2 separate regions of the Mus musculus genome follow, and region 2 is linked to region 1. The links are chromatin contacts, called in public promoter capture Hi-C maps. All regions are on one chromosome and are shown on one strand. Each heading gives the region's core, a stretch centred on a gene start, on an enhancer-like site or on the middle of the called end of the contact. The rest is flanking DNA. Distances are from core to core; before and after follow the strand shown.

Region 1 (3,237 bases), core at 309-2,808:
AACCTCCACTATTTCATTCATTCAGACATTTGCACAAGGTGAACATGAACCTTCAACTGCTAAAGATGTCGTGGGGAAGAAAGTCTCCAAAGCTCCACAGGATGAGCAGGTGACACTGAAGCTGGCTGGGTACCAAAGGAGAAGGATACCACACAGGGCACACAGACCCCACACCTGTCACTTTCTCCTCTAGCCAGGCATCAGGTTTCCAGCAACAAAAGCTCTCTCCCAAGTTAGAGCCCGGATCCTCTAACCTAAGGCTGCTTGTTAAAACAGAGTTGCTGGCCAGGTGGTGGCGCACCTGGCAGGGGACAGAGGCTTTATGTGCTAATGAGGTGAGAGGTCTGAATAGGCTTTGAATAGCACAACCTTAGAGACAATCAACCCCTCCCCAGCCCCATTTTACGGGCACTGTAGTGTAACAACCTTTAATCCCAGCTCTTTAATCCAGGAGGTGGAGGTAGACAGATCTCTGTGAGTTTGAGGCCAGCCTGAACTACAGAGCTAGTTGCTAGTTCCTGGACAGCCAAGGCTACACAAAGGAACCCCGTCTTGAAAAACAAAACAAAACACCCAAGCCAAACCCACAGAGTTGCCAGGCTCCAGAATCTCTCAGTTACTAGGTCTTTGGCCAAACCCTAGAGGCGACATTTCTAAAAGGTTACCAGATAATGTGAGTATTGTTGGGTCCATACTTAAAAACTAATGTGTTCAAGTATTATGAGGGCTAAGGTTAAAGTGTTAATATCTAGAACATATTAGGGAGTTATGAGATGAAATTGACCCTGAATTCTCACTGTGTCCAATTAATTACATTTCATTTAATGTCATTATGTTTTATGAAGTGACTATTACTTCAGTTTTCAAATGAGGAAAACTAGGCTTAGGAATTTGAATAGTTCAACTACTGGCAAATAAGAGCAGCAGGATTTAAATCCAATATTGTCTCTTAGAAGGTCATTTCAGACAAGATCAGCAAGTTCACGGTGGTATGGTAGCACATGTCTTTAATCTCAGCACTCAGGAAAGAGGGTCAGGCAGATCTCTGTGAGTTTGAGGCTAGCCTGGTCTACAGAATGAGTACCAGGACAGCCAGGGCTACACATAGTCTCAAAAAAAAAAAAAAAAAAAAAAAAAAAAAAAAAAGTCAATTCAGGCAGGCAGGCATTGTGCTGTAAAACCTTTAATTTCAGCACTTGGGGGTAGGGGTGGGGCAGAGGCAGACAGAGCTCTGTGAATTCCAGGCCAACCTGGTCTACAAAGTGAGTTCCAGGCTAGACAGGGGTACATAGTGAGACCCTGACCTGGAAAAAAAAAGTCAACTCATGGGGTTGGTAAGATTTATGATAGACCAAGAATCAAGGAAGACTTAAGCAAACAGAATCCCCAGGGCTCCTTTTAGTAGGTCAAGAGGGGTCCTTGCCAGCCAGAATCCTGATCTGACTAGTCCAGTATTCACAGAAGAAAATGATGAAATCTAGAAATCCTTCCTAGACACAATGATTTCCACGGTAGTGCCGAGGCCCTCAAATGGCTTACTCAGAGAGGGGGAGGGGCTGCTTCTGTCTAAGGCTGTGCTATTCAAAGCATGTTCAGACCTCACCTCATTAGTGTGGAAAGCCTCTGCCCCTGCCAAGTCCAAATGTGCCTGGTGGGGCTCTGCACCAGCTGGGGGAGAAGCCCTGCTTACCGCAGCAATTCTCAGCCTTCACTTCACTTTAAAACCACCAGAGGAGCTTTTAAAAGTCCTGCTGCCCAGCCTTCGACTTAGAACAATTATGCCAGATCTTCAGGGGCCAGAGCCCTAGCATCAGTAAAATTGAAAGTCTCCAAGGAATGTTAGCATGCAGCAAGGCTGGAACCATTGCCAAAGTAAGTATGCGCGGAGCAGGAATAACCAGCTGCCCTCCAAAAAATTTGCATTTTTCTCTGGGACTCTGGAAGACTAAAAAGATTTCAACATCTAAAGGAATTCATCTTGGTTTGCGCAATGTGAAGGGAGGCAGGGCACTCTTACATCAAAGGAGCATGTGGCATTCTTAGGAATTAGCATTAACTTTGATCATAATTTCATTAAGTAACTGGGAAACACAGGCACACAAATTCTCTTCTATTTCTCTGCTTGGGAAAAATGACTTACCCATTCCAAGAGTACTGCCAGAACAGGTAACTGTAAAAAATAAAATAAAATAAAATTAAATTAAATTAAAACATAGGCATTAAGAATACACTCATTGACATATTTATTTATTTATTTGTGTATTTATGGTGTGTGTGAGTTATAATTGTTAATGTTGGTGCACATGCACAAGTGTGTTAAGTGGAAACCTGAGGATGTCAGGTGTCTTTCTTTGATTGTTCTCCACCTGCAGCTTTTGAGGTAGTGTCTTTCTTCCTGAACCTAAAGTCCATAGATTTGACTAGGTTGGTGGGGTGGTTTGAATAGGCATGGCCCCCACAGACTCATGTGTTTGAATGCTTGGCCCTTAGGAAGGGGCACTATTAGAGGCCTTGTTAGACTAGGTGTGGCCTTGTTGGAGGAAGTGTGTCACTGTGGGGGCAGGGTTTGAGATCACCTATGCTCAAGCTATGCTCAGTGTAGAAGACACAGTCTCCTGCTGCCTTTGGATCATGATGTAGAATTTTTGGCTCCTCCAGCACCATGGCTGCCTGCACGTTGCCATGCTTCCTGCTGTGATGATGATGGGCTGAACCTCTGAAACTGTAAGCCAGCCCCAATTAGATGTTGTCCTTTATAAGAGTTGCCTTGGTCATGGTGTCTCTTCACAGTAATAAAACCCTAGCTAAGACAGTTGAGTTAGCTAATAAGCTCTGCCTAACACCTCCCCTGCAACAACAAGCGCTGAGGCTACCAGTGTGTGCTGCCCTGACTTTTCAACTGTGTCCTGGGGATTCAAGCTCATGTCTTTAACATTGTGTGGCACATACTTTACCTACTGAGCCATCTTTCCAACCCTATTGATATATTTCAGATGGAAAATATATACAAATTGAAAAAGAATAAACGTGCTGGGCACAGAAGTGCACACTTGTAATCTGAGCTACTTAGGCAGCTGAGGCCAGGAAGGGCAATTTAGCAAATCACTGTTTCAAAAGAAAGTTTTAAGAGAAGGTTTGGGGCAGGCCTGGGGGTTGTCAGCTCAGCCGAATGGTGCTTGCCAAGCATGTACTCTGAATCTCATCTCCAGAAGTGCTAAGGATAAAAAAATGGAAAGT
Region 2 (3,328 bases), core at 785-3,284, 140 kb after region 1:
ATTAAGGAAGATGGAGTTAGACAACAGGGACCAGACGAAGCAGGTGGCCAACAGGGGCTGTCAATAGAAAATAATGTGGGCATAGTCTAAGGCAATAGTCCATAAAAGGTGAGAGAATGTTGTCTTAAGAGCTCTTAGAAGAGAACATAAATTCATGAACAGTTCCCAGCAACAGTAGTCCTTGCTTATCTGCCTGCTAATGCTCTGTACCCTATTAATCCCCCAGAGATTCCATCTCTGTACTTTGTGCATACAGAGGGACCCATCCTCCTATCATTGCTACATTGTGCTTAGTCTAATTTAACAATAGCAACCCATTTTTATGGCCACAGATAGTTAGGGGTGGGTATAAGGCCCAGTTACACTCAATAAAACATATGATAGAGTCCTCTAAGAACATAAGGAAATTCATACTTATTCAACAAAAATACTATAAAGAGCCCAGCTAGGTTTTTGTGCATATGGATTATGTCAAAAAGTTTGAGCAACTAAACATCTGATGTTAAGGTATTGCTATCGAGATTAAGGTCATCACTGAGGGAAGGATAATGGATCCCTGACCACATTCTTTAGTCAGTGGATTAACCAATCCTGGAGCAACAATAACTCACATCTAATTATTCTGTAATTGTAGCAGTAAGCTACGATTTCAAGAAAACCAGAGAACATTGTCTAGTAGGGAGGCTAATACTAAAGGGTACCAGCCCACAATTAGCTCCCAAAATACTCCTTTTAAAAAAAATTCATTTATTTTTATTATGAGTATGGGCATTTTGCCTGCATGTATGTCTGGGCACCATGTGCATGCAAGGCCTGAAGAGGGGTTGGGGCCTCTGGAACCGGAGTTACAGAGAGTGTTCTAGTCACATTCGGGTCCTGGGAACAGAACCAACCTGGGTCCTTTGGAGAACTGGCAGTGTTCCTAACCACTGAGCCATTTCTCCAGTCCCCAGAAAGAATATTCTAATAGTGTGTTAGATCCAATTATTCAGTCTCTAGTGTGCTGAACTTAAAATGAGCCACGCTTGAGTAGCAATTAAAAACCCATAGCTTGCAATAACAACATTATGAACTTCAAAGAGAGTTAAAGAACATTTACTTACCTTTGCATACGCTTTCCCACCTTTTAATTCCTGCAAACACAGAACGCACTGTAAGTGAGGTCACTATAGAATGAAGAATTTAAGACTAAATGTGTGTCAAACAAGTCCTAAGTAGACATTTATATGCTAGTAAATATCACAGGCAATATACATAGAACTATTTTCAACCTGGCTATTCAAATCAATAATAATATCTTAAAAATGACCAAAAATTTCTCTTTGCTTGTAACTTTATTCATTTGGTTTTTGATGTGGAGTCTCTGTATGCTGCACGGACGGACCTTGAACTCCTGGACCTCAAGTGACTCACTTCAGCTTCCTGGATGGTGGGACCGTTGGCCACACAGCTGTGAGGGCCAAGTGTAAAGCACTCGGAGCAAAGCCCAGTACACTGTGCACTGTTGCCTCTGTTACCACAGAAAGCTTCCTTTCTCCAAAGCCACTTTGAGAGCGTGTTTACTGGAGAGTTGTCACTTCCCTTTTGTGACTGACACACTATCTAGCATGCCTATCTTTTACACATTGAATTTAGAGAACCCCAGACGGGCCGCAGCGAGCTCTGGCATTACTTAGGACCGTCTGTCACTCTTCCCTTTCCTGCCACTGTTTCTAGTCCAATGTGCTATCGGCATTTTTTCAGTATCGGGTCATTCCCACATCCTTTAATGGTGCCATTCTTAAACAAACAAAAGGAAACATCCTCTAGGTGTTCCATGGCTCCTCGACTTGCTTATTTTCAGTGCTGTCATGTATGGTCAAAACTCAAAAGTCTTAAACCTCTGCCTGACTCTCGTCAACCCTCTTCAGCTGGATTTGACCTCATTTTCCCTCTCTAGTAGCTCAGGATCTTCATTTTGCAGAAGCTAAAAGCTCCCTGCTTTTATCTTAGTCTCTTACACAAGTGACGGCTTGACCAATGACCTTCCTGATGCCATGATGCCACACCCCCATGCCACACCTCCCGATACCACATCTACTGCTTCCCTGGCTGCTGTTCCTCCTGCCTCTCCTTTCCTCCTTTCTGTAGCTTCTACAGAAAGATTGCTAGCTGTACCTTGGTTATTTGCTCTCACTCTCCATGCAATAGAAACCTGTACTTTTAGTTGGGTATCCGGTTGTGCCAAATAATGGACTATGTCTGTAAAAAACTGCTTTCCCCGAACCTAAGCATTTCTACTTTGAGATATTAAAACCAATTCATTCACCACCAAAACAGCAGCATGATCTTATGAAACAGTGGTTCTCAGCTTTATGAATGGTGTGTAGCAGAATTTCCCTCAATTGGTTTAAATATTAATACAACAAGAAGCCTGTGATTGGAAAAGGAAGGAGTACAGAGATTTTTAGAGACAGGAGAGAGAGGACAGAGAGAATGAAGGAAGATGGAGGAAGAGAAAGACGATCCAGATTCCATGTGGCTTTAAATAGCTACAGGTAGCTATGAATATCATATAAGAGATGGATAATTACAGGACAATTTGTCCAATCCAGGTGGACAGTTTAGTTCAATATCAATTGGCTCTGAGTTCATTGTGTGGGCGTTTCATGGGGTGAGAGTTATGACATAAATCTGACTTATAAATCACAAGCCTCTAGAGTTTTGACTTTACTGGGTTACTGGGATTTAGGACTGAAGACCAAAGGGGGTGGATGGCTGGGAATGTGAACAGAATCTGCAGCAAGAGAACCGCAAGATGGGCGGGCGCTGCACGGGGTTAGCCATGGGGGCAGTGAGGTCGCCAGGGTGGAGAGTAGCCAGGGATAGCACTGGATGGTGCTTTTCTAGTATTTCCTGCAACAGTGTTGTGACCTTTTAATAAGTTCCTTGTGTAGTGATCTCCACTATATAAATTATTTCATTGCATTGGGTGTGGTGGAGCATGCCTTTAATTCTGGCACTTGGGAGGCATAGTCAGGTAGATCTCTGAGTTCAAGGCCAGCCTGATCTACAGAGTTTCAGGACTCCAGGAGTTTGAGTATCATACAGAGAAAAACCCTGCCTCAAAACCAAAAACAAACAACCCCCCCCCAACCAAAAACCCAACCAAACAAATAAAGCTCATTGCAACTTCATAACATTAATTTTACCACTGTTATAAACTGTAATGTGAATATCTGATTTGCAATCCCTGTGAAAGCAGCATTTGATCCCCACCAAAGGGGTCATGACCCACAGGTTGAGAACCACTGTTATAACTGCTTGTCCTATTAAAATTTCCCAAATG

Evidence for each region. Capture Hi-C pulls out chosen DNA fragments and counts their contacts.
Region 2: a promoter capture Hi-C map of adipose tissue shows a contact between it and region 1. The contact joins two enhancer-like sites. A contact is called at or near these places in 3 of 484 Hi-C or Micro-C datasets (adipose-derived mesenchymal stem cells, spermatogonial stem cells and uterus), 2 of 115 datasets of contacts at active chromatin or transcription factors (microglia and pancreatic cancer cells) and 3 of 9 other capture datasets (adipose tissue, liver and pancreatic islet).

The regions. Positions count from the first base shown.
Region 1 is chr3:108,856,738-108,859,974 of GRCm38.p6, forward strand. It overlaps Fndc7 (fibronectin type III domain containing 7), which reads right to left. Exons shown (of 13, transcript NM_177091.5): 11 at 2,141-2,170. Among named protein-coding and RNA genes, the nearest start is that of Stxbp3, 18 kb to the left of the region's middle. Within about 2 kb of position 1,559, at least 143 of the 459 cell types and tissues checked have an H3K27ac peak or open chromatin away from gene starts, as enhancers often do. A contact at or near this core is called in adipose tissue, microglia and pancreatic cancer cells, where this site is marked.
Region 2 is chr3:108,995,932-108,999,259 of GRCm38.p6, forward strand. It overlaps Fam102b (family with sequence similarity 102, member B), which reads right to left. Exons shown (of 11, transcript NM_001163567.1): 3 at 1,104-1,133. Among named protein-coding and RNA genes, the nearest start is that of Gm43221, 3.1 kb to the right of the region's middle. Within about 2 kb of position 2,035, at least 80 of the 459 cell types and tissues checked have an H3K27ac peak or open chromatin away from gene starts, as enhancers often do. A contact at or near this core is called in adipose tissue, microglia and pancreatic cancer cells, where this site is marked.